2 separate regions of the Mus musculus genome follow, and region 1 is linked to region 2. A link is a contact called in public HiChIP or PLAC-seq data. All regions are on one chromosome and are shown on one strand. Each heading gives the region's core, a stretch centred on a gene start, on an enhancer-like site or on the middle of the called end of the contact. The rest is flanking DNA. Distances are from core to core; before and after follow the strand shown. Region 1 holds the start of Bmp6 (bone morphogenetic protein 6). Region 2 has its middle 8.1 kb from the start of Gm47990.

Region 1 (4,765 bases), core at 1,576-4,075, 33 kb before region 2:
AATAGTGTTTCTGAACTCTGCCCAAACCGCCACGTGCTGACTGGACTGAAATGGAGTTGCCACCGGGGATTCCTAAAAGCCCACATATTATTCTAATGTGCCACAGCATTCGGAAGTCTTCGGGGTTGATTTGGTTTTCTTTGTTTTGTTTTGTTTTTGTTGTTTGTTTGTTTTTTCTTCCAGAGACGATGAATGATGCTTTCTTCAGACATCTTCACCATGGTAGCACACTTAAAAAAAAAATCTAAGGAACTTTTAAAAAATTAAAATCTGTCTGAGCTCACCCACAGGATTCTGCCAATCTCTGGGTTTGAAGAGGGCCAGTCCCAGCACCCAAGAACTTTTTAGGCCCAAAGTGACACGAAGGTCAGCCAGGGCTGAGGCCTAGGAAATGAAAAGAATCAGCCCATGCTACAATAAGAACAATCATGGTCCTCGGAAGCCCTGACCACCCCATCATCAGCAAGTTTCACTGAGTGACATGAGAGACAATTTCCTTAGAATGCTTCCTGGAGGTAGCTCAGCCTTGATTCCAATACACTGTGAGAATTCTTGTCCAATCAGATCCCCTGGTGGTGCAAGTAGCCCGGTTGGCAGGCCCTGAGCCTCCACTCACTGTGAGACTCGAGTTTCATGAATTTCCCAGGAGGGTTTCAGCACTGCCTGGATACTGGTCATTCTGCCTCCACACTTGCCTGCTCCATTAGCTTGCTACTCTTATTTCGTTTTTTTCTCTCTCTCTCACTGGACTCCACCTAGGCGGAACTAAGGATCCTAGATACACTCGCAAAGAACTAAATTAGATACTTAACACTGGGTCATCACTCCTGGCTTGAAGAAGATGGACGGCTCTGATAGGCCTTTTGGCAAGCTCATGCTAACCCTTTCTGAGACCTGGGCACAGGCATGGGTCTCCCCCAGGGAGAAAAAGCCTCACAGAAACCCAGGGGCGGCTGCAGCCACTCTGGGTGTGTCTACTTCCCCAGGTCTACCCACTAGGGACGTGCCTCCTACATCCTTGCTCTATACTAAGTTTATGAATAAAAACTAGCAAGGTTCAGAAGCACTGACTCCGCAGTCTTTCTTACCCCACCTCCCTTTTCTGTTTACAGATGAGAGAAAACTTCGGGGAGGGGGGGACGTGACTCTGTCTGGGTTTGCCACAGAACATTAGTGGCAGAGCCCAATTTAGCCGCCCTCGACTTTCCATTCTGTTGCCTGGCAACGGAGTTCAGTAGAGCTCAGCGGCCAACCCTGGCCCCTACCCCCGCACCCTTTCTCTGCCCCCAGGAGCTTGGACAGCATTGATTGAAGGGTCAACCTTTTGGGACAATGGCCAAGGGCATGAGAGCGCAGGCACTGGGTGGATTACCCCAATTGCGCTGGAATCTCGCCCCATACTGACGCAAGCCCCGCCTGGCGGGGATTGGCACACCTTCCAAGGTCCTGGTGGGACCTTCCTCAGCCACCGAAGCCCTCCTTCCTCAACACCTGTGAATCTCTCTAAAGCATTCAGATCAGGTTCTCGGAGTTCTCAACTGCTGGGGGATTCCCTGACGGTCACTATGGGTAAAGCGGCACTCCGAACGTCCAGGGGGCAATGGAGGACAGTTCAGAGGGGAAAGAGTGCAGAGGACCTTATTCTTAGGAACCTTGGCCAAACTCATTTGCGTTGAAGTGGCCCGAGCTCGTCAGAAATAAGAATACAGGGAAAAGTGCCCCATGTTCCCCGAAAAAGACAACCTCTGCGGGCACCTCTGCGTGTTCCAGCTCCTCCCATTGCAGCGGAGCGCAGGCGAGCACTCGGCCGCGCAGGTGTCCGGAGCACCAGCTGTCCCACATCCCCGCCGCGCGCGCACGCGCGCGCTCCTCCACCTCTTCCCACCACCTGAGCCCAGGAGACTGCAAAGGAGGGATCTACCCTCCGCGCGATGCTACCCCCAAAATCCTTACCCAGGTTCACAAAGCTCATGACCATGTCCGCGTCGTTGAGGAAAGCGCTGTCCTGCGCGCTAGTCAGTGGGGACGCACCGCCACCGGGTCCCGGGGCCAGGAGACTCTTGCGGTTCAAGGAGTGTGCAGCGCCGGGAGACGGCTGCCTGAGCTGGGACGAGCTGGCCCCTCCGTGGGACCCAGGCTCTTGCCCCACACCCTCCGATGCCCCATCCTCTTCGTCGTCATTGGACAGGGCGTTGTAGAGATCCAGCATGAAGAGTGGAGCGGACTTCAGCCGCCCTGGAGGGGGCTCCTCGCGGGCCGTCTGCTGCTGCTGCTGCTGCTGCTGCTGCTGTGGCGGGAGCACCGGGGGCTGAGGCTGCTGGAGACCGTGCAGGGGCCGCGGCCTGTGCGGGAGCCCCAGCACCGACAGGATCTCCTTTTGCATCTCCCGCTTCTCGTGGGTCTTGAGCCGCCGATAGAGGAAGCCCGAAGAAGAGGACTGTGGCGGTGGCTGCTCAGCGCGCACCGGGCTCCCGCCGGCTCCCAGCAGCTGCCCCCCGGCGGCGGCCGCGGCTACCGGCAGAGGGGGCCGCAGTGGCGGGGGGCCGCAGCTGCACAGCAACCCCCACCACCAGCACAGCCACTGCGCCCTCCGCCCCAGCCCGGGCATCGCCGCCCAGCCCGGCTGCCCCCGCGGGGCCCGCGAGGCGTCGAGCGGCGGAGCGAGGCCGGAGCGCGGAGGCTGTGGCCCTCGGAGTGGGCAGCCCCCGCCACCTCTCGGCGGGCTCTCTTCCCGGTCCTGGCACTCAGTCCTTATCTCTCATGGTCATCCGCGGCGCCCCCAGAAGCCCGGGTGGAGAAGAGACGACGGGGCGACGGCCAGGATCCTCCACTCTCCCGCAGGTCTCTGGAGGCGCACGGGCTGAGTGAGCCAGGTGTGTCCTAGGCAGGACTGCGCTGCAGCCGGCGTCCCCGGGCGGGTCACGGCACGGTCACTCGCAGTCTGCACACGTGCGCTGCCCTGAACCCTCAGAGGCGGCTGGCCGAGGGGGGCCGGAGACGACAGATCAAGAGGTGGAGGCGATGCCGGGCACCATCCCCTCGCACGCCTCTCCTGGCTTGTAGGACAGTCGTGAAGTTTACTCCCCTGTGGGTCCCAGGCTGTGGCGTCCCTGCGTCCTAAAAAGCCAATTTTCTCCGCGCGGTTTTAACTTCCCTCTGGTCCGAAACTCAGCGCCCCTCCGCCTTCGGGCACCGTCTCTCCCCCTCGGAATCTCCGCGCGCCTCCCCAAGTGGAGGCGGCCACGATCTAGCTTTCCTCTCGGCAGTCTCTCGGGTGCCCGGAGGATCCCGCTCTCCGAGGCGATGAGAGAGACGAGGAGCGGAACTCGGAACGCAGGCTGCGGCGTCGGCTCGGGGATTCGCAGTCTCCCGCCTCTGCGCACTGCGCTCCCGGCCGCCGCCAACGTGGGCTTTCTGCTGCGCGTCTCGCTCAGGTACCGCACTCAAGCCCAGGAACGCCCTGCCCTACTCGGTAACGGACAGGCTACCAGCCAATGGAGAGGTGACTCTTGCGGGCTATTTACATAGGCCCACCCCCTTCTTTCACCCTCCCTTCTCCCAGGGCCTTGCCTCTGCCTAGCGAGCGTAGGTTTCTAGCACACAGAATTCTTGGAGGCATCAGGAGTTGCTTGGGCGGGTAAGAAAGGCAAAGAGGTCATTGCTAGGAAGACAGATCCGATCACGACCCCGATCTAAACTTTCTTCTTCCTCTGCTAAATAAAAGCAAACACAGCTATTTAATCCATGCCGTTACCGAAGGAGAAAATAGTATGACAGTTTTCTCCTTCTCTGCTCAGTTTCTCTTATTGATGGAATGTAGGCGTTTAGCAGACACGTGGCTCTCAAAGGCAGCTGCTGTAAGTTAAGACACACCCTGCGAGGAAGCTGCTCACACACTAGCTGCAAAGAGGGCAGGACAAGCCAAACCAGAGTCCTGGAGGTTTCCAGTCGGATATTTCAATTTATTTCTTCGTTTGGGCTGCATTTGAGTTCTTAAACTACAACCCAAACGAAAGGGGTTACGATCTGCTAGTGTTACGAGGAAAGCCTTCCCCATCCTCTTGCTAGTCTCTCAATGCAGTTGCCGTTGGCAATTGCATCTTAATGAGCTGAAATGCAATTATTAGACACACCGTTCCAGGTAAAACGTAAAGACGGTGGTAAAGATGGCCTTCAGCCAGGGCAGAAGCCTGGAAAGTATAGAAAATAGCCAGGATAATAAACAGGGCCCTCAACACAGGTTGCTTCTATCCTTGAACAAACTGGGACCACTCCCAACACTGCCTTCTACCAATAAACATGTCAATTCATGGCTCAAATGGCCACTCATCTCTAGATGGTAGAAGCAAATGCCCTTTAAACATGTGAGTCTTTCACCTGACAAGAATGGAAGGATTAGGAAAGAAAATAAGCCACCCACTTTCAGTATTGGTTTATGGGGTCTGAAACATTTTAGATAATTGTTGCTAGGATGCTAGAGACATCAAAAGCGTGCACCGTTTCTTCTGTCCAGGACACTGTACAAGTATGAAGTCACTGCTGTGCTGCTAGAGAGGCCAGGAACTCCACTCAGAAGATCTGAAGTCACAACAAGTACTCATGAGCTTCAAGCTGGGGGCCTCCTCCTTGCACACACTCAGCCACATCTTCTTTGTAAGAGGTCTGACAAGACACATGCGGAATAAAAGAAGCGCAAATTATAAGGGCAGTGAAGACAACACTGGAATCTGTAAAAATAGAAAAACAAACTAAGCCCTAAAGGTAC
Region 2 (5,271 bases), core at 1,314-3,813:
CTATTATACACTTAGATGATGCTTCGTTGTGCAAATAGCACAGTCACACCTCCATATCACCCCATGAACTCTCAGAGAAAAGGTATCTTTAGTACAGGTTTTTCTCTGCAGCCTTAGCAAGGTGCCTAGCACACAAGAGGGACTCTGAGTGCTGCAGAGCTGATGACAGGGCTCAGCTGAGATGCATCTACACTCTCTGAGGTAAACGTGTCTGGGCTCCACACGCAGAACCATCCCATGTGGATGTCGTTAGGCAGACTGATGAAGAACAACAGGGCTGGCTCTGGACTCTCCATGTGATGCTGTACAGTTGTGCAGAAGGGAGAGTCTCAAGAGCCTTTCAAGTTTCCGTTTCCCCACCATAAAATAGAGGGTGACAGAACTGTGGTAAAAGCCAAAGAAGACACCACAGAGAACTTAGACTGGTACATAATCCATCTGTCCGTACCGCATTTATGGCATGTCTCCTCATCCGCAAATAGAAATAAGCAAGTTTGTACTGTCATTGTGGAAACAGAGTGAGGTGATAATGACTGGTGTGCTTTATTGAGACACAGCAAGAGAGTGTCAAGACAGTATAATAAATACACAGAAGACTCAAGTCTGTATCCCAGCTCCAAAATTCACTAGATGAATGCTGTGGGTTGGACCTCAGGGAACCTTCAAAAGAGCTATGCGCTGAAGGTGTGGTCCCCATAGTAGAAGCACTGGGAGGCAGTAGAACCTCTAAGATATGGGACTTACTCCCCACAAGATGGAACCCATACCTGGCACTGTTATCAGGGCCAAGAACCTATGGCTGAATAGGTCATAGGCCCCAGAGAAGAGCTAATATTATTATCTGCTAAATGGGCAATACCATTAAAATAATTCCTCATGCTATATTGTTATACCTCCAGACCAGAGCATCTCTCACCTCTCATCAGAGGGGCTTATCCTCCCAACAGATGACAATTATCACAGAAACCCACTGTCAACATGCAGAGAATAAAAGACTGCAGTGCTCAGCCTTAAAGGGGAGCATCTTTATCATACTCCAGCCCTCCAAGCCTCAGCATCTTTGAGGAAGAGGGAGCAGAGAGATTGCAAGTCCCAAAGACGCTAGATGACCTCAAGGAAATGGTTATTTTCTAGATACAACAGGGCAGTTGCACATAAAAACTCACAGAGATTGTGACAGCCCACATGAGACCCGTGCAAACTCAACCCAGATAAAATCCTAGTGGGGAGGTGGCCATGAAGTTCCACCATAGCTACTGAGGGAAAGAAAGTCAATTTTCTCTAAGGGTGTGACCCATGCTCTAGGGAAGGCCCCACACTAAGAATATTTGGATAATACAAACTGGACTTGAAAGTTTTATTTTAGTTTTATTGTTGTTGTTGTTGTTGTTGTTGTTGTTGTTTTTCTTCAGGAGAGAGAACATGAGTCACAAAGGGGGTGAATCTGGGAGGAGCTGGGATGAATATGATAAAAACGCACTGTATGAAATTATCAAATAATAAAAATATTATAGTCTAAAAGACCAGACCTGCAAGAATGAGAAGAGAGAGAGAAAAAGAGAGAGAGCGGGAAGAAGAAGGAGGAGGGGAGGAGGAGGTGAAGAAGGAGAAGAAGGAGGAGAAGGAGAAGAAGAAGGAGAAGGAGAAGGAGGAGAAGGAGAAGGAGGAGGAGAAGGAAGAAGGAAGAAGGAAGAAGGAAGAAGGAAGAAGGAAGAAGGAAGAAGGAAGAAGGAAGAAGGAAGAAGGAAGAAGGAGTAGTAGTGGGGGGTTATTGGGTATGTGCCACATCATCAAAGGAGATTATAGGACACCTTCCTATCTCTCATTTTACCTCATGGCTATCATGACGTAGAAACACCTGGTCTGCCGTGTGTTCTAACTATGATGTACTGTTACACCACAGGCCTAGAGCAGCAGGGCTTATTAGCCATGGGTTGAAACCTCTGAAGCCAAGAGCCAGGAGTAGCCTTTTCTCCTAAAGTTTTTCATTTCAGGGTAGTTTCTCTCCAGTCTTAGAAAGCTGACTCACCCGATGGGACATTTATACTATTCACCGGATCAAGCCTCACTTTATTTATTCAAAATGGAGATGATGGCTACCCCCAGAACATGTGTTTAGGGTGTGGCAATGTCTAGAGTGTAAGGAGCTTTGTCAAAACCAAGGTGTTATAAGGTCAAAATGGCAGCTCGGCCTCAGCTGCTGGGAACAAGCACCCAAACCAATCAGATTGGGTTTGGCAGCACCAAGCCAATCAGATTGCAGTGTCGGCTTAGCAGCGCCAGTCAGAGGTGTCATCTCCATGTTTCCCACCTCCTCTGGGTCGTTCTTTGTCTTCTGCTTCTGTTAAGTTGCTCTTGGTTCTGGCGTTGTTCCTTTAATGAGATGGACCTTTGGTTTGACTAGCCCAGGTCCCTTCCTGTACATACCCTTTGCTAGCCTTGACCTCGTACTATTTGCTAGCTTTCGAAATTTGACATCACCTGGCAATATTAGACTGTCCTAATGTTTCTCACCTCTCAGAAACTGGCAAGCCAGGGCAGTGACTCACCCTCCCAGAGGATAGGGCGAGGCTGCTGAATGTAAACAGAAGGCTAGCAGCACCTGAGTTGTCTCCGGGAGGAGCTCTGGGATCCTTAAAGGTACTGTGGGGTCGGGTTTGAAAGAGATCATTGTGGGCTGCCTCTCACGCCCTCATCAGCTGCAGCATGAAACACTGTCAGAGCTGTGTGGCTCAGCAGCAAGCTCCTTCCAGTTTCGTGGCTATGCAGAGAGATTTCCCCATGTTATGACGGCAGCCATTTAGAAGCAAGATTTTTCTTCTAGTCCACGCCATCTGCTTCCTCCCCTGCCAGCGCACCTTCCTCCACATTCCACACCAGCAAACCGGGAAAGGGAGCAATGGATCAACCAGCAAATGCCTCGCTCACTATTAACCCCATCCCAGTCCTGTCCTGAAGGATAGCCACTAGGAAAAGCTTCAAGTCCCTGTCTAATGGTGCCCTCAGAGGGCTGCCTTAGCCTTGAAGTGGCTTAGGCAATGGTAGCAGTAAGTTCCCACCATCCCTCCCCACCCCCACTCCCCACACATCCCAACACACACACACACACACACACACACACACACACACACACATACACACACACACACACACACACACACACACACACACACACACACAAATACTGGATTTAATGGCCTTATCTCTACTTACAGCTCTACTCACAGTCCAAGATAAAGTATCTAAACAGAGTCTCTGGAATAAAAAGTTAGTAACCAGAGATGTTCAATCGGTGGGAAAAGGAAGGAAAGGGAAGCAGGAGAGAAAGACCAGAGGCAGGGGGAAGAGAGAAGGGTGGCAAGGAAGGAGGGGAGCAAGAGGGAGAGAGAAGAAGGGAGGAAGGGGAAAGAAAGGATGGGGGAGGGGATGTCAGAATGGAGAAGAAAGAATGAGAAGAGGAAAAAGCCAGGGAAGGGAAGAAGGGGAAAGAAGCAATGGTCTTGGCTAAGGTTTCTCTGGTTTGTGGTTACCACACCTCCTTTTGTCACATAGCGTCCGATGAATTCTACGAGACCAACCCTTGTCTGTAAATGAAGTCCCACCCTTTGTTTAAACAAATTCAGGTTGGTTTCTGATAGCTATGGACTATAGTTGGCTTTGGCTCATCCCCTTCCATGTATCTCCCCTTTCTTGGCAACTACCTGTATAGTCCATTCTGCTAACTGCACTTTCTCTTTGGGGAATGTGAGTCCAGAATAGAACTATGACGCAAGTGTATATTAATCAGTATAACCCAACCACAGTTGAAGGTTCATATTGACCTATCAAAAGCAAGATAATATAAAGAGGTTTTAAGAGATCTTCTGGAAATTTCTAGAACAGAGCTCTCACATCTTAAGGAGGAAGCTTATTGATAGCTGTATTATAAACACACAAAAAATATAACGTCATAGAAGGCTAACTGTAAAGTTAGAAAAGGGCTTTATCATATAAAGTATCATTTAACTGTCAAATCAAAGCACTGTTAAAGTCTCTCTTCCTCAGACTGTTCGATGGATCCCCGTAAGAAATGTTTAACTACGTTCTTGAGATGCTGTTCAAACATACGTACTCTCAACTTGGTCAGCGTGTGTTCAGAGAGAATGAAAATAGCATAGGAAAAGAGTCTTTGATTGGAAGGTGGGAGCTTCCAAGATATTAGCTTTCGTTGCCGCTAATTACCTCAGGAACCCCAGACAAGTGATGGGCCATCAAGCCCTGCCGTTTGCTTACAGAAGGATTCCCTTCCAGATCTAACATTCTATGACTTCTTCTGTAGGTCACAAGTGTCAACGTTTATCAATTTCCATGGGAGCAGTTTATAATCATAATAGCTGAATTATACCAGCTTCTCTCTTAGTAATAACACATCAGCAAAAATAAAAACATTTCATTTCTATTAGAACTCTTACCATGAGGCAAGAAACCCAAAACTGTAGTTATGACAGGCAGAGAGGGAAATGAAAGAATTTCCAGCTGCACCCTGTTTATAAAAGCCAATGTACAAAAATCATTCCTGTGTTATAATAACCAAGAAGTCCATGGCTTAGTGGCCCCGCTGGCCACACCCAGCCGAGGAATATCCTTCCCCTGACTTGTATGGTTGTGGTTGGCTCTAACAATGGAAGGAGCGGCTGGCCCATCGGGCTCTCCAAAAGGATCTCAGGGTGTGATATTCAATTCAGGCTGAGTTAGCTGGAGAATGCATGATCTCTTTAGAGTTAGGATTTGTTACTGATATTATTCTTCAAGGCATTTTTTTAATTGTTAGGGATTGTTTTGTTTATTTCTGTGTGGCTTGGTTACTGCTAAGAAAATAAAACTTGCCCCAGCCCTGAAACCCGAAGCTGAGACTCCAGGTTCTCTCAATGGAAAGAATAACAAAACCCAAACCAGTACAACTGACTTGTATCACAAAGAGCGCATAGAAGAGAGAGAGAGAGTAAGTCTGTATGTGTATATGTGTGTGTATGTGTGTGTGTGTAGGTCTGTGCGTGTGGATGTGTTATGTGTGGTGTGTGGTGTGTGAGTGTGAGTGTGTGTGTGTGTCTTAGACCCACCACTTGGGAGTCAAGCTAGAAACAGGCATACAGACCTACTTTTACCAGAAATTTCCAAATAGTCAAGCATAAAACAGGTTTCAGTACACACTCTTCAAAAAGCCTCTCCCCGAGAGACTTAAACATCACTGAGAAGAAGGTCAACCATGAGCTCAAAAGAACAAAGCAGGGA

The links. HiChIP or PLAC-seq counts read pairs in DNA pulled down with a chosen protein or histone mark.
Region 1: an HNF4G HiChIP or PLAC-seq map of pancreatic cancer cells shows a contact between it and region 2. The contact joins the promoter of Bmp6 here to the enhancer-like site in region 2. A contact is called at or near these places in 1 of 484 Hi-C or Micro-C datasets (peritoneal macrophages), 4 of 115 datasets of contacts at active chromatin or transcription factors (embryonic fibroblasts, embryonic stem cells and pancreatic cancer cells) and 1 of 9 other capture datasets (adipose tissue).

What each region holds. Positions count from the first base shown.
Region 1 is chr13:38,343,776-38,348,540 of GRCm38.p6, reverse strand. It overlaps Bmp6 (bone morphogenetic protein 6), which reads right to left and starts at 2,825. Exons shown (of 7, transcript NM_007556.3): 1 at 1,954-2,825. The coding sequence starts at 2,608. It overlaps Gm47990 (a long non-coding RNA gene), which reads right to left. Exons shown (of 2, transcript XR_003950672.1): 2 at 4,418-4,662.
Region 2 is chr13:38,309,818-38,315,088 of GRCm38.p6, reverse strand. No RefSeq gene overlaps it. Among named protein-coding and RNA genes, the nearest start is that of Gm47990, 8.1 kb to the left of the region's middle. Within about 2 kb of position 2,563, at least 51 of the 459 cell types and tissues checked have an H3K27ac peak or open chromatin away from gene starts, as enhancers often do. A contact at or near this core is called in pancreatic cancer cells, where this site is marked.